Regions from separate parts of the Ovis aries genome. Here region 2 is linked to region 1. The links are chromatin contacts, called in public Hi-C maps. All regions are on one chromosome and are shown on one strand. The core of a region is the stretch at or near the end of the contact, and the rest is flanking DNA. Distances in the headings are between cores, read along the strand shown.

Evidence for each region. A called contact is a pair of places that touch in the nucleus more often than the background predicts.
Region 2: a Hi-C map of hypothalamus shows a contact between it and region 1, with 14 times the contacts expected there. The contact joins two enhancer-like sites. A contact is called at or near these places in 8 of 16 Hi-C or Micro-C datasets (hypothalamus, liver, omental adipose tissue and 3 more).

What each region holds. Positions count from the first base shown.
Region 1 is chr1:41,554,131-41,558,014 of ARS-UI_Ramb_v3.0, reverse strand. The region is part of intron 3 of PDE4B (phosphodiesterase 4B); the gene reads right to left. Among named protein-coding and RNA genes, the nearest start is that of TRNAS-GGA, 3.9 kb to the right of the region's middle. Within about 2 kb of position 1,419, at least 7 of the 54 cell types and tissues checked have an H3K27ac peak or open chromatin away from gene starts, as enhancers often do. A contact at or near this core is called in hypothalamus, where this site is marked.
Region 2 is chr1:41,888,309-41,891,864 of ARS-UI_Ramb_v3.0, reverse strand. The region is part of intron 3 of PDE4B (phosphodiesterase 4B); the gene reads right to left. Among named protein-coding and RNA genes, the nearest start is that of SGIP1, 300 kb to the left of the region's middle. Within about 2 kb of position 2,009, at least 9 of the 54 cell types and tissues checked have an H3K27ac peak or open chromatin away from gene starts, as enhancers often do. A contact at or near this core is called in hypothalamus, where this site is marked.

The sequences.
Region 1 (3,884 bases), core at 170-2,669:
TATATGTACCACAGCTTTCTTATCCATTCATCTGCTGATGGACATCTAGGTTGTTTCCATGTCCTGGCTATTATAAACAGTGCTGCGATGAACATTGGGGTACATGTGTCTCTTTCAATTCTGGTTTCCTCGGTGTGTATGCCCAGAAGTGGGATTGCTGGGTCATAGAGGAGAACATAGGCAAAACACTCTCAGACATAAATCACAGCAGGATCCTCTATGATCCACCTCCCAGAATGCTGGAAATAAAAGCAAAAATAAACAAATGGGATCTAATTAATATTAAAAGCTTCTGCACAACAAAGGAAAATATAAGCAAGGTGAAAAGACAGCCTTCTGAATGGGAGAAAATAATAGCAAATGAAGCAACTGACAAACAACTAATCTCAAAAATATACAAGCAACTCCTGCAGCTCAACTCCAGAAAAATAAACGACCCAATCAAAAAATGGGCCAAAGAACTAAATAGACATTTCTCCAAAGAAGACATACAGATGGCTAACAAACACATGAAAAGATGCTCAACATCACTCATTATTAGAGAAATGCAAATCAAAACCACAATGAGGTACCACTTCACACCAGTCAGAATGGCTGCGATCCAAAAATCTGCAAGCAATAAATGCTGGAGAGGGTGTGGAGAAAAGGGAACCCTCCTACACTGTTGGTGGGAATGCAAACTAGTACAGCCACTATGGAGAACAGTGTGGAGATTCCTTAAAAATTACTTCATTATCTTTTACTCATCTGTCTTCCCATTGAGTTACTGCACTTTCAAACAAGGCCAAGTGTTGCCTCACCAACTCCCTGGGTATGTTACCTTCAGAAGCTCTTTAGAGTCTCTGAATAATCGGGGGTAATTATATTTATATGGTAGGCAGGGTTGTAAGGACTAACTCAGAATACAATGAGTACTCAATAAGTACTAATTATTGTAACAGAATATTTAGGTGAATACACTTACAGAAAGGAGCTACAAAGGTATAATATTATAATAGATATTGTCTCCCCAAAAGACAATGAATTATATAGAAAACCCTATCAATGTGTATGGTTTGCCCACGATATTCTTTGCTGTTTCTCAAACATAATAACCACACATCTTGCTTTGAAGGCCTTTTACGTTTTGTTCTCTCTGACGAGTGCTCACTTTTTCTGGATATATATGTGGTTCATTCCTTTATTTAATTCAGTTTTTTTGCTCAGTTCTAATCCTCTCAAAGATGACCTTTAAGGTCTATTACCTAAAATGGCATCCACTATGATTCTCTATTTTACCAAGCTTCATTTTTTCCTTCATATTATTACCAAACATTCTACTATTCTACACGTGTGTGCATGCCTGCTTCCCGTCACCCTTACAAACATAAGCTCCAGAGGCAAACGATTAGTCCACTTTGTTCAGTGCTGAATATTCAGTCCCTAGAGCAGTGCACACTGTAAAGTGAATGAACATTTCCCTAGGATATATTAGGTGCTCTGTAAATGTTTAGATTTGAACAAACTAGATAAATGCAAAAGCATAGGTATGTATCAAGTATTAATAGAAGTTGAGTTCAACGAAGGAACCATTATAATCTTATTTTTTACAAAGCTTTACAGTTTCTAAAACATGCTCACAACCATCTTTTTTCTTATTCTTAAAATTCAAGCTTTGTAGAGACACCCAGTGGTCTCCATGGGCACTGTTCAGAATTGCAGATGGCTCTGAGTTACAGACTGGTCACAGAGCAGAGTACACTGAATGGGTATGTGTACCAGAAAAAAAAGAGTATACACATGCCTACATACACATATACGTATAAACACATTAGTTTATCTATTTAATAATTCCAAGAAGTTTATATTATTCTTATTTTTCTTTCACAGATGAAGAATCTGAGGATCAGGCTGCTGCTGCTGCTGCTGCTGCTGCTGCTGCTAAATCACTTCAGTCGTGTACGACTCCGTGCGACCCCATAGATGGCAGCCCACCAGGCTCCCCCATCCCTGGGATTCTCCAGGCAAGAACACTGGAGGGGGTTGCCATTTCCTTCTCCGATGCATGAAAGTGAAACGTGAAAGTGAAGTTCCTCAGTCGTGTCTGACCCTCAGCGACCCCATGGACTGCAGCCCACTAGGCTCCTCCGTCCATGGGATTTTCCAGGCAAGAGTACTGGAGTGGGTTGCCATTGCCTTCTCTGGAGGCTCAGAGAGTTTTCCTAAAGCCAAGAGCCTGGGACAAAAATTGTCCCATGGCAACCCTGGGACAAAAATTCAAGCCTGACTCCTAAAGTGATGTTAACCTCAAAAGAAACAGTCCAGGTTCAGGAATAAACAATGCTGGTTCAAAGAGTTCAACCATTAGCAATCATGGACAACCTACTTCAGCAATTTGTTCTTGCATCAAAAAAGATGCTTGTGGACATGTTTTCTCTTCTTCAAAGGTTCAGATGCCATCTTTCATATCTGCCACTGTCAGGTAATGCAGATAGTAACCCACCGTCTTTGCCCTGAGCGCCTCAGAGGAAAATGTGTTATGTGAATGCACTGCGCTACCACACTAAAGCAAATGCTCCCTCCTCAGTCACTCATTCACTCCTACAGTCAAAGACAATTCTAAAAGGGACTCGAATCTTCTGGGATCTCCACAGTTCTGTTGAGATGAAGATTCTCAGACACAAGGCACTAAATTATTGCTCAGATGCAAAGAACAAAAGATAATAAATGCAATAATAAAACTTAGACCTTACATAGCATTATTGTATTTTACTAGGTAGCTGTATAGTCAAAATTTTTAGAGAAACAGAACATACGTAGACATACATATATGGATATATTATATATGTGTATATTTTATACATATATAAAATATGGACATTTATTATAAAAACTGGCTCACACCATTATGAGGGTTAGAAAATAGTACACCTGCCATCTGCAAGTTGGAGAAGCAGTAATACCAGTAGTGTAATCCAGCCAAGTTCTGGTCTTGGTCCATAAAGCCAAGAGCCAGGAGTGCTGATGTTTCAGCTTAAACAAAGAAATTCGTCCTTCTGCCTTTTTTGTTCTATTCAGACCCCCAAGGGATTGGATGATACCCATCTACATTGGTGAGGGTCATCTTCTTTCTTGATTCAAATGTTAATCTCTTCCAGAAATGACCTCAAAGGCACATCCAGAAATACTGTTTTACTGGCCATCTGGGCATCCCTTAGACCAGTAAAGCTGACACATAAAATTAACCATCACAGTAGTCTCGACTAAATCAAATATATGAAGTGGATAGGGTAGGGATGAAGAAGTTTGAATATCAAATCAATAATGTTTTAGAGTGAATCACTGAATTCAATCTCTTTTACTGTCAACATGAAGTAGTGGGAGAAACCTGAGTTTGGCAGTCAGCGCTGCCTCCTATGAGCTTCATGAATTGAGGGGTGAATCACTTACCTAAGCCAAGCTTCTACTTTCTCACCTATAAAAACGAGAGGAGTTATGCACAAGTATTAAGAACAATATAGCTATGCAAATAATGGATCTAAGATAAAATTGATAGCATCACCAACTCAATGGACATGAGTTTTAGCAAATTCTGGGAGATAGGGTAGGACAGGGAAGCCGGGCATGCTACAATTCATGGGGCTGCAGAGTCGGACACAGCTTAGTGACTAAACAACAACAAAGATACAATAAGCAGTCAAAAATGGTCCCTCTTTGTATCATTATTCTTACTATCTTTACTGCACTCCCACCACCCCCTATCTCCCAGCCCATTTATTTGTACAGGAATCTGTGGCTGGAATCCGTGGCACCAGGTTTGCTCTCTCACAGACTTGTTTCAACCAAGCAGGAAACCCCCCTGCCCAGTGGGTTACTCATCCTTTATGTCAAACTGCCTATGTCCT
Region 2 (3,556 bases), core at 760-3,259, 330 kb before region 1:
AGTCCTGGTATTACCTTGGGTACTTTGTCTTTCCCATGCTTTCCACCATCCTGTCTATATTTTCCCTGCATGCACAACTTCAGACTGGCAGTAACCCTCTTGCCTAGCATTTCTCTAGACCACTCACTGCCCTCCAGCTAACGCTCTGCAGAAAGGCGTTGGAGAAGTTACAGGATGCTCTCTTTTCCAGGCTGGACCACTACTGTGGTCATCCAGCTGCCTTGATTTATTTCTCCATTTGTGATTCTTTTTCTTCACTAGTTCTTACAGCCTATGTTCTTGTGGTGGATGCTTTTAGTTTACAGATAGCTTTCTCATTTATTATTTCATTTACAACTCTTATTATGACCCTGTGAACTCCACAGTATGATTCCACTCTACATTTGAGGAAGATGAGGCTTTGAGAGATTTTAAGTGCCTGCACGAAGGCGCAGGTTAGTAAATGTGCAAGGAGAATTGGAAAATCCAAGTTTTCCAACTCAGTCTTCTACAACCTCAGACTTCTGTAATCACAGAGCTCCTGAATGGCTTTCTGGGTAGAGTGAAATTTCCTTTCAGTCTCTACATTCAGACAAAAGTTGTGTTTGGTATGTAGAGAGTCAGTCGGATTATGAGCAACCCTGGCCGTTATCTGGAGTGAAGGCAGGGGAGGCAGCAAATTATGCTGAAGCTTAGGTTTCACTGAAACAGGGAAAGAAGAAATGAGAGAATCCGGGGTTACAATGCTTCCCCAGAGACCATTCCGAGAAGCTGCTGATGTTAGCCAACCCGCAGACTCTAGGTGTCTGATAAGAAGCAGCAAGTGAGAATCTCCCATGAAAAGGACAAGGAAGAGCCATAACAATCCAATATATGTATTTGGGCTTTCATGGTACTGCAGATGGATTTTCACAGCAGGCTCATGGTCTGGGATGGGACAGTCTTTCAGACTCTGCAGGCAAGCAGGCAGGTGGGCAATCACTCACACATTTCAGCCTGTTTGCCAGCCTGCCCGGAGGTAAACCTATGTTGTAAGGCAAATATATTGCAGCAAGTGAAAATATAATGTCAGCTGACTTACAAATTTCCCTTGGGTGAGATCTATACTAGTCGTTGAGCAAAATAAAGAGCTCCTTTGTGGATAAGGACTTCTTCGTGCCACCTGGAGCCTGTAGTACGACTAGGTCTTGACGTCGGCTCTGAACTCTTCTTTAAGACAAAGACGGCAGGCTCTTAATAGGTAAAGATGGGACTACATAAAGCTTAAGAGTGGGCATAAGCTTTGAACTTCTATGAGTAACCATGCGGTAATTCATTTGGTCTCTGTCTATATATCCTTAATTGGTATTAAAACACTGAAATACTTTGGTAACGGCTGGCAGCCAGCCCTTGCCCCCAGACCCTCCAGGAGCTGCTGGACCTCCTGGTTATCCAGTAACTAAAGGGTTGATGTCTGGAACAGCAGGGGGCCTCCAGCTTCAGCACGGTGGCCTGTGTCCATTTAGTTGGTCAGTGTCCATGTGGTACCAGTCATTAAATATTATGAATGTCACTTCTGTGTATATCTGTGCTAAACTCTTAGAAGAGTTGCCAAGTGGGTATGCCTACCAAACTCTCAGAACTTTTTCCATTGAGGGTTTCCATCAGGGCTCAATCTGCCCTCTTTCCTGCTGCAGGCAGGAACTCCTAGTGGGAAGAAAACAACTCCACAAGTATTACCTTTTAAGTAGATGTCACAAAGCATGTGCCCCCCAATTTTTGTATCCAGGAGGTTTGGTCCTGCCAGGTAAGCAGGGACTAGACCCAGACCCTAAAACTCTCTCCCTGTTGCTTCCCTTTGTTTCCTTTTTTCTTTTTTACCCTGCCTAAATTCATAGAAGAGCTTGCCAGAATTCAGAAGCCAAAGAAGAATTCCCTGGGGGCAAAGAAGCAGTTTCAGGGAGACAAAGGGCCTTTCATATTCCCTGGGGCATGTTTCAAAGCAACCAACACAGATGTACAACTTAGGAACAAACATGAATCACCAACCAGACACCAGCCCCAGTCACAGCAAAATTAGCAGGCAGACATCACAATGCATCCCACAGAGCCAGGGTGGGAAGAGGGGTGTGGGCAAGGGCAAGACGCAGGACAGACTTAACAAGCAAAACAAATATACCACACAAACTGAAATACAATTAGGGGGAAAGCGGAATCTGAAATATCGGAAACAAACGTACAAAAGGGTGATTATTTATTTAGGGTTCTTTGCTTCTTCCTTAATCAGCACCCATATTTCACCTTTGCGTGCATGCTGTCACTTCAGTAATGTCCAACTCTTTGTGATTCCATGGACTGTAGCCCACCAGATTCCTCTGTCCATGGGATTCTCCAGGCAAGAATACTGGAGTGGGTTGCCAGGCCCTCCTCGAGGGGAACTACCTGACGCAGGGATCGAACCTGCATCTCTGACATCTCTTGCATTGGCAGGCAGGTTCTTTACCACTGGTGCCACCAGGGAAGCTATATTTCACCTTTGGGCTACATTATATTAAAAAATATTATCATAAAAGTAACTAAGGACGTGATATAAAATGTAAACAACGGAGAAAAAACATTAGCAGTTGAACTTTTTTTTTCTGAGTATTAATATTTTTCCTGCAGGCTTAAATCATGATTTTTTTCACAAGTTTTTTTTTTTTCTTCACATACTGCACCATTTCCAGAATCATCATTTTCCATGTCTATGGAACTTAACGGTTCACCCAGAAGTTGTTCCAAACCTCTTGAAGCATTTTCCCTATTGTAGGCCATTAATTTACAATTTTAAATAACACGATCATTGATATCTCTGAGCTTACAAGTACTTCAATATTTGGGTGAGTTCACTGAGAAGTTTCGGATAGATTGAGAGGATGTCATGCACAGGCTTCTGGATACTTGATGGTACCTGCCCATACCCATGGAGCAGGCAATGGCACCCCACTTCAGTACTCTTGCCTGGAAAATCACATGGATGGAGGAGCCTGGTAGGCTGCAGTCCATGGGGTCACTAAGAGTTGGACACGACTGAGCGACTTCACTTTCACTTTTCACTTTCATGCATTGGAGAAGGAAATGGCAACCCACTCCAGTGCTCTTGCCTGGAGAATCCCAGGGACGGGGAAGCCTGGTGGGCTACCGTCTATGGGGTCGCAGAGAATCGGACATGACTGAAGCTACTTAGCAGCAGCAGCAGCAGCCCATATCGAGCATATGGACCGAAACAGTATGAAAAGCAGCCTTTTCTCAAGGATCGGAAACAAGCTCCCCACCACCAGTCCTGCCCTCTGACGTCCAGGATTCTGTATGCTGCCGTCCCTTGTGATTCTGCATGCTTTGGCAGATCACTCGGGCCTGAATCAATCACTTGTTATCTAAGACCTCATATTTTAACAACTTTTTCCTGCTTTGATTCTAGAGGTCTCAGCTTCCCAAAGCAGTGGTGGTAGTGGGTGATGCTGTGTGTGGGAGCTGGTGCTCCCCTTAACTGGAATGCCCTTCTCCCCACTGTTTCCAATAAGTCACTACTTCAAATTCAGCTCATACACCTCCTCCA